Linked DNA regions of Mus musculus: region 2 is linked to region 1. Evidence: chromatin contacts called from public HiChIP or PLAC-seq data. All regions are on one chromosome and are shown on one strand. The core of a region is the stretch at or near the end of the contact, and the rest is flanking DNA. Distances in the headings are between cores, read along the strand shown.

Region 1 (3,950 bases), core at 263-2,762:
GCGGGGAAAGCAAAGTGCAAACCCGGGAGGGGCCTTGTGAATCAGCTCCCTCTTCCCAGCCTGCAAGAGCCCTAATCACCTGTTAGTCACTTCACAAGGTCTAATTACACTGGCTTTCCCTTCAATACATTGATCTCACAGCCAATGCTGCATGGCATTTAATTAAAGGAAAGGCTACTGCTATTTCATGTTAAAAATCTAAATCCTTGCAAACAAATTAGAAGCTTGAGACTCCCATTTGTGCTTTCCGGTAAGAGCCATTGAAGACAGACCCTGGGCCTCCTAGGAATTTCAGCATACAATATCGTGTATTTATAATATTTGTATGTGTGTAAGCGAGACAGGGAAGGCGGAGGAGAAGAAGAACTGAAAGTGTTGTACTTAGCCCTGCTCCACAGAGGTGAACTACCTGTGACGACAGCACCAGCGGCTGGGTGCACCCTTGTACTGATGCCACCACACACAATGCTAAAAGGCAGGAGTGTAGGCTCCTAACCCAGCTCCTGTCCTGTCTGTGTACAGGGTTAAGACCCCAGCCCTCCACACCCGCTCTCTCACACCAGCTCTCGTGCTGGTGTGCCATCCTGACACCATCTGCAGAAGCACCTCAAACCAAAAGCCCTAGACAGCAATGGAAGGACAGGGGTGTCCCCGGGCACTCCAGAGGGACTCTCTCTGACTGTTTTACTTCTACTACCCGGAAGGCTGGGAAGCACATGTCCTGGATGCCACATGTGACTGAAGGGACTGCTGGCAGGAAGCTGGATGTGCTCGAAGGCCAGAGACAGCCTTGCTGTGATAAGCCAATTAACTTCAGATAAGTACCTAATGCCATTACAAAGGCAGAGCAACAGATTCCTCCAGTCCCTACAAATGATGTCACCTGTGAAGCTCTGAGAGATAGCTCAGGTGGCAAGGAGACAGCTGGGGCTGCCAGGACCTGGCCAGAGCCGCCATCCGTCAGCCCAGAACTCACCAAGCAGACTCAGGCTCAGGGTGGCACCAGAGTACTTTAGTTTAAAACACTGTCTGTCCCAGGTTCCCACCCAGAAGTCCACCAGTGACCCAAAAAGAGTGACTCTGTGGGAACCACACTGTTGCTGGTGGAAGCAGTGCTTTAGTGAGGCCCCCTCTTCACAGGAGCCTCCTGTGCCCCACTGTACACGTACTAGCTGACCTGCTCCACGCTAGTGTGTACTCTGGTCACAAGCTTCCTGAGAATGTGGGCTCATGAGACAGGTAGGAAATAAAGGCTTGACTTAGTTAGCGTTTCTATTGCTGTGAAGACACCATGACCAAGGCAACTCTTCTAATGGAAAACATTCGAGTGGGGCTGGCTTACAGATTCAGAGGTGTACTCTGTTATAGTGAAGGCATGAAGCATGAGGGCATGCAGGCAGACATTGTGCTCAGGAAGAATCCAAGAGTTCTACATCCAGACCAGCAGGCAGCAGGAAGAGAAGTGACACTGAGTCTGGTTTGAGCTTTGTAAACCTGAGCGCCCACTCCCAGTGCCATACTTCCTCTAACAAAGCCACACCTCCTAATAGGGACACTCCCTGTGACTCCATTTTCATTCAAACCACCATAGGGTACAAGGCTAGTAGATGGGTAACCATGTGACACACTGTTCAGAGCCAACAAGGTGAGACACAGTAAGCAGTCATTCCAGGACAAGAGGTAACCAGTTTGTGTGCAAGCATCAGGAAATAATCTAGCTGCCACAAGGATCCAAAGCCTTATGACACTGGGGTCACAGAAACTGGAAAGAAAAGAAACAAACACTAAGCCCCACCCTGTGTCCTCCTTGTGGCTCTGTCCTCAGAGCCTTCTATTATTGTAACACAACTTTAATAGCTACTAGTCATGCATATCTGAAGCGAGCAATAGGCACAGTCCGGACCCCAGGTTCTTGCTGTATAGAAGTATGAGCAGGACTCTATTCCAACAGGCAAGAAGCTAGGCTCTGTTCTGGAAACAAAGGAAGACTGAAAGTTGCAGGGGGAGGTCCTATTTCCATGTGACTTCCCTCCTTAGAGGACAGGGAATCAAAGGAGAGGGAGAACTGAGAAAAATGACCCCAGGTCAACAGAAACTCTGACCAAGGGCAAGCCCAGGTGCGCAGAGGAGGGCCAGCAAGTGAAAGAACAGGGGCATGTTGGCTGTCACTATAATGGGCATGGGAAGATTTGACAAAGGCCATCAGACTTTTCCCTAAAAGACCAGTGACACCTACCATGTAAAGAGTAGGTCAAGATGGCAGCTAGTGCTGGGTGTGGTGGCACATATCTTTAATCCCAGAAGCTGGGAGGCTGAGTCAGGAGGACTCTTAACCTGGGTTACTACATTACAAGAATCTCAGGGAAAGGATGGAAGGAGAAGGAAGGAAGGAAGGAAGGAAGGAAGGAAGGAAGGAAGGAAGGAAGGAAGGAAGGAAGGAAGGAAACAAAGGCAGTTAACCTGAATAAGAGGAGAAAGAGGGAGGACAGAGAAAAGGAAGGCCTGCGGCCACCTGCCAACACAACTGATATGCAATGTCCCTGCAGCTTCACACATTGCCGCTGTGATAGCTGATGAGCTTTAGAAAATGACTAGACAGACACTGCCCTAGTCAGTTGATCACTCTACTAAAAGAGTCATCACACGCATACTGGAGAGTGTAAACACACGCCTGGCTCCGGCTGACTCCACTCTGCTTCCCTCAGCCTCTGCCACAGGCTTCAACTGCCATATTGTTCTCAGAGCTCAATGCAACATGAACACAAATAAATATGTCCCTCAAGAGTGTCTGTCCCTGTGGTGGGAAGTCTAACATGATGAGCACTGCCGTGTCACTTCCCAGTGATGACATGCCACCTTGCAAGGCAGTTCCCATCCCTACTTTACAGATGAGGAGAGGCTGACTCTCAGCCCAAGGCCAAGCCCTCTACACTGCACTGGCCTTGTTTCAGATGGAACGAGTCAGCAGCGAGGCAGAGGTCCTCTCCAGAAGGGTATCAATGGGCAGAGCCTAAGAGCTGAAAAATGTCCACACCGAATGGAGAGGTTTTGAAAGAAAAATCATGACTCTCACCTTAGTAAGTGTGCTGTGAGGGTAGAAGAGAGTGGAACCATCGCTGGAACATTCAGGGGGAGGGGACACCCGGAAGACATGTCACAGATGTCTAGAGAGAAAGCTTTTCAAGATGTGCTGAATGGGGAGAGAAGCTCAGAGGCAGAGAGACTGAGAAGTACCCAGTGAGCAGACAGGGAGCTAGCTGGCCAGTTCTGGCCTGAGAGCCATCCATCGCCAGTGAGAACTCGCTCATGTCTGCTGGAATCCATGGCCACGATTGGGAGCAGTTTCTTTTTATCTGAATCAGGAAACTGAACTGACTTCTTGGCTCCAGCTCATCTCTCAAGAACATCTGGGCAAACCCAAGGTCTTTGAATACCTTCAAATTTTCTGTTTCTGCAAAGTGAGAATAAAAGCCAGATTCCCAGAAAGTGGCACAGCGTATCACTGAAGACAGCTACAACCCTAGGAGCTCAGGTGGGGTAAAAAGATAGAGGTCCTGCTCCAATCTAGCCAGCCTCATGAGGTAGAGCTGGCCTCAGGCAAGGCACCCTTATCTCTCCGCCACCCTCCTCTCCTTGGGCAGCAAGAGATGCCAGACCACACAGCATCCACAGCATCTCTGCAAAGAGCCAAGCACTCAGTGTACAGGAAACACATCTGATACTGACTTTGCCCTTGGCTTGTGGGGAGGGCACTTCAGCATCCCTGGAGCCCCACATGGTGAGACAAGGCATCCTTTAGAAAGAAGCCCATCCAAGCGCGTACTTCCAACACTGAATATGCAAAATGAAGGCCTCTGGGAAGTCCCTGTTGGTTTGCTAACACTGTTCTCTTTCGAGTACCCATTTCTATAATTTGACATCCAGGCAGGAAAAGTATGCGCTCCACAAAG
Region 2 (3,994 bases), core at 26-2,525, 2.4 Mb before region 1:
TTTGTCCGATCACCGCAGCTGGCTTCTGTGAGTTCATGACTCTCTGTTGTGTCCGGACGAAGCGTTTCACAGCGCACGGCTTCATTTTATAGCTCTTACATTGTTTCCCCACCGCTTCTGTGATATCCCCTGAGCCCTGGAGTGTGAGCGTTTTGGTATCCTACTTAGTTTCTTCTCAGTGCTTCTTTGATCAGCTGGTTGTGTGTTTTCCCAGGGATGGCTGCCCACTTTAAGAACTGCCTCTGATTAAGGTTGAGAGCAGCCGAGGTCCTGGGTCAGCTCTGGTTCCCATGCTGGCTCTGAAATGAGTTGTTTGTTGGGAGATGGAGCTGGTCCTCTTGGAATGCAGGTTGTTTTCCTCCATCTTCTGTGCATTTCCTTGATTCTGTGAAAATGGAATCGGGGCACTGAGCACCGTGTTGCCTCCTGAATTAGCAAAATTTTAGACCTGAGACACCAAGGTTGGTATGTATGTATAAAAATTGCATAGTGAAACTCACTGTGTGCTGGCTTGAAAGAAAGAGACATTAAAAATGGCCTGGCTGAGCCGGGCGCGGTGGCGCACGCCTTTAATCCCAGCACTCAGGAGGCAGAGGCAGGCCGATTTCTGAGTTCGAGGCCAGCCTGGTCTACAAAGTGAGTTACAGGACAGCCAGGGCTATACAGAGAAACCCTGTCTTGAAAGACAAACAAACCCCAAAACAAAAGAAATAAACAAAAAAAAAAAAATGGCCTGGCTGGTGATGCCTGCCTCTAATCCCAGGGCTTTGAAGGCAGGGCAGAGACCAGCTCGTAGTCTACACAGAAAGTTCTCTTGACAGCCAAGGCTACGTAAACCCTGTCTTGAACTGTAACCCCCCCACTAATATATTTACCGTGTTATGTGTATAAATGTATGTATGTATGTATACCATATAGAGTTCAGAAGAGTGTGTTGGATCCCTGGTTGTAAGCTGTGGAATGGTAGCTGGGAATCAAACCCAAGTCTCTGCAAGGGCAACTGTTCTTAGCCACTGAGCCACCTCTCCAGCCCTTTGTACCGTGATCTACAAAAACGTCCCAAGTGCTTGGGTTAAAGACACCTGCCACCACCATCTGCTGTGAAAACATCTTTTTTTTTTTTTTTTTTTTTTTTTTAAATTGAGGTTAAAAAATGTAAAACCAACACCCTGGAAAACATACAACAAAATCAGAGTGCCTACAGACAAAATCAGCTCGTGTGACCTGTCTCCACCTGGCCTCACCCCAGCCCTTGTGGCCGATCTCACCCGGATAGCATACCCTGGTTGAAGAGCCCCACCCGAAAGCCTCTTTCCCATGCTCCTTTTCCCCTGCCGCTGGAAGGTAGACAGGAAATCAAGGTCAAGCAGGTGAGGAATTGGTGGGGGTGGGGTGACATCAGGAAATATCCAGATTTGAGTCATCTGCTTGTTCTTAATGGCTCCTGGGGTGTCGGTGTGATAGATGGCTTGGAGCAGCCTTTTTGGACCATGCTGAGCCTGACAACCACAAGATAGATGAGACCTGTGGCTGCAGTCCTAATGCAGGACTTCCCTGTGGGTCTGCACATTGGTTATGTGATAGAAACATTGATACTCTAAGCCCTGTTACTTTTCTTTACAGCTGGTAAACTTCAAATCATTCAAAAACCAGGATCGAAGACTTTGAGGCCAGTAACCTGTGGCCCAGGTCAGCTTTCTTTAGGTTGCTTTTGGTTGGTATTCGATGTAGTTCACGGTGAGGCAGGGTTTTGGATTCTTGTGGTTCTGGGGGGACTTTCTTCCCTCCGTGCTGGTCAGTGGGCTTTTAGAAAGCTCACAAGGCAACCACCGAAGCTTCTTAGAAGTTCTCAGACCCTGTCATTTTCTGAAGCTCCGGGGCAACAGCTTATGACTTGGTCACTCCAGCTGCTCTCCTCCCTGTAGACTACTGGCCAGCGGTCCCTGGATGGTGACATATGGGCATTTGAGAGCTCGGAGTGGGAGCATGCTCAGTCTCGTGTACTAGGCCTAGTGAGGAGCCCTCAGAGCAATGAGATGCAAAGGCTGCCAGAGATGAAGCCCAGCTGGGCCCAGGGCCAGCGCTACTCTGGGCTTGGGACCCCACTACCTTACACTCCTAAGTAGCCCTATTGTCACTGCAGGCTATTAACAGTTCCAAAGAAAAATGTGCAGCCCCAGTCACTGGGCCCAAGGGGATCGATCACTTATCGCCAAAGTTAGGTTGAGTATGTCTGCCCAATGGACATATATGCCACTTTGAGGTCATATATGCTCGTTATGCCCAGTGAGTTGCTTCTGCTGCCTGTGGACCATGTCTGGCTGCACACTGCCATCATGGTCTAACCCTCCAAACTGTAAGCCAGCCCCAATGAAATGTTTTCCCTTATCAGAGTTGCCCCTGATCATGGTGTCTCTTCTTAGCAATGAAACTCTAACCAGGACTACTTACTTTAAGGAACATGCTATTTAAGTAGTCAGAACTTGGACTCACGGAGCCATAGCCTCATTGCCATATCTGCCCATTTACCCAGGAGACTTAAAAGGCTCTGGTTTCCCGACTGTGCCAGCCGAAGCTCCACCGGTGCTGTGGTGATGTCCCCCAGGTCGAAGTTTAACGAGAAGACCCATAGGATAAAGGCTTGAGATAGAGGGCTCAGGTGCAGGCGGGTACCCGGGTGAGCATCTAGCTAGCCAGACCCCTCCCTCGTTAGTGGCAGTAGCTACCTTTGGAGATGCAGTAGATTTCTTTATTTCTTTCTTTCTGTTTTGTTTTTGTTTTTGTTTTTCGAGACAGGGTTTCTCTATAGCCCTGGCTGTCCTGTAACTTACTTTGTAGACCAGGCTGGCCTTGAACTCAGAAATCCGCCTGCCTCTGCCTCCTGAGTGCTGGGATTAAAGGCATGTGCCACCATGCCCGGCCGAATGTTAAGGATTTTAAGTATATAGTTACTAAATATTGAGCAACTGAAAGAGTAGTAAACTCAGTCCTCCAAGGTATGCTAATCATAAAACAGATAGCGACATTCCTCCACCCACCCGCTTCCTGGGTTCAAGTGTGTTCATTCAAAGAAAGTCACCCTGACCCACCCTGACCAGTGCTGGAACCTGCAATGCAAATGTGCTATCGTTAGGGGCTCTTAGAAACTGTCTTGAGAGTTAACAATTACCAGGTAGGTATTCCTTGTGACACCTGTGACTTTGTACATCCTTGTGACTCTTAACTGGTATTTTTGGTATTTTCCAACAACGCCCTTCCCACCTCCTTGAGTTGTGGTTTTTTCCTTTAAATACCCCCTTACTCAGCTACTCGGGGCGCCACGGTCCTCTACCCCTGCGTGGTGTATGACCGTGGGCCCGAGATCGCTCTTGAATAAAAATCCTCTTGCAATTTGCAGCAAGACCGTTTCTCGTTGGTGATTTTGGGGTGTCGCCTCTCCTGAGTCAGAACGTGGGGGAGTCCTCACGTTGTGGGTCTTTCACAACAAACAATAAAACATTGATATTACTGGACATAAAGAGACAGACAGGTACAGATACAATATAATGGGTAATTCAACAGTCTCTTGTCCTGGCTGGTTTTGTGTGTCAACTTGACACAGCTGGAGTTATCACAGAAAGGAGCTTCAGTTGAGGAAATGCCTCCATGAGATCCAACTGTAAGGCATTTTCTCAATTAGTGATCAAGGGGGAAAGGCCCCTTGTGGGTGGGACCATCCCTGGGCTGGTAGTCTTGGTTCTATAAGAGAGCAGGCTGAGCAAGCCAGGGGAAGCAAGCCAGTAAGGAACATCCCTCCATGGCCTCTGCATCAGCTCCTGCTTCCTGACCTGCTTGAGTTCCAGTCCTAACTTCCTTTGGTGATGAACAGCAATGTGGAAAGTGTAAGCTGAATAAACCCTTTCCTCCCCAACTTGCTTCTTGGTCATGATGTTTGCACAGGAATAGAAACCCTGACTAAGACACTACTCGAACAAATAGATTAATCAGATTAAAA

The links. HiChIP or PLAC-seq counts read pairs in DNA pulled down with a chosen protein or histone mark.
Region 2: a contact with region 1 is called in an H3K27ac HiChIP or PLAC-seq map of embryonic stem cells, with 5 times the contacts expected there. The contact joins two enhancer-like sites. A contact is called at or near these places in 3 of 115 datasets of contacts at active chromatin or transcription factors (astrocytes, embryonic stem cells and large pre-B cells) and 1 of 9 other capture datasets (embryonic stem cells).

Annotation. Positions count from the first base shown.
Region 1 is chr15:86,281,048-86,284,997 of GRCm38.p6, reverse strand. The region is part of intron 4 of Tbc1d22a (TBC1 domain family, member 22a); the gene reads right to left. Among named protein-coding and RNA genes, the nearest start is that of Tbc1d22a, 69 kb to the right of the region's middle. Within about 2 kb of position 1,512, at least 24 of the 459 cell types and tissues checked have an H3K27ac peak or open chromatin away from gene starts, as enhancers often do. A contact at or near this core is called in embryonic stem cells, where this site is marked.
Region 2 is chr15:88,681,587-88,685,580 of GRCm38.p6, reverse strand. No RefSeq gene overlaps it. Among named protein-coding and RNA genes, the nearest start is that of Gm35997, 21 kb to the right of the region's middle. Within about 2 kb of position 1,275, at least 9 of the 459 cell types and tissues checked have an H3K27ac peak or open chromatin away from gene starts, as enhancers often do. A contact at or near this core is called in embryonic stem cells, where this site is marked.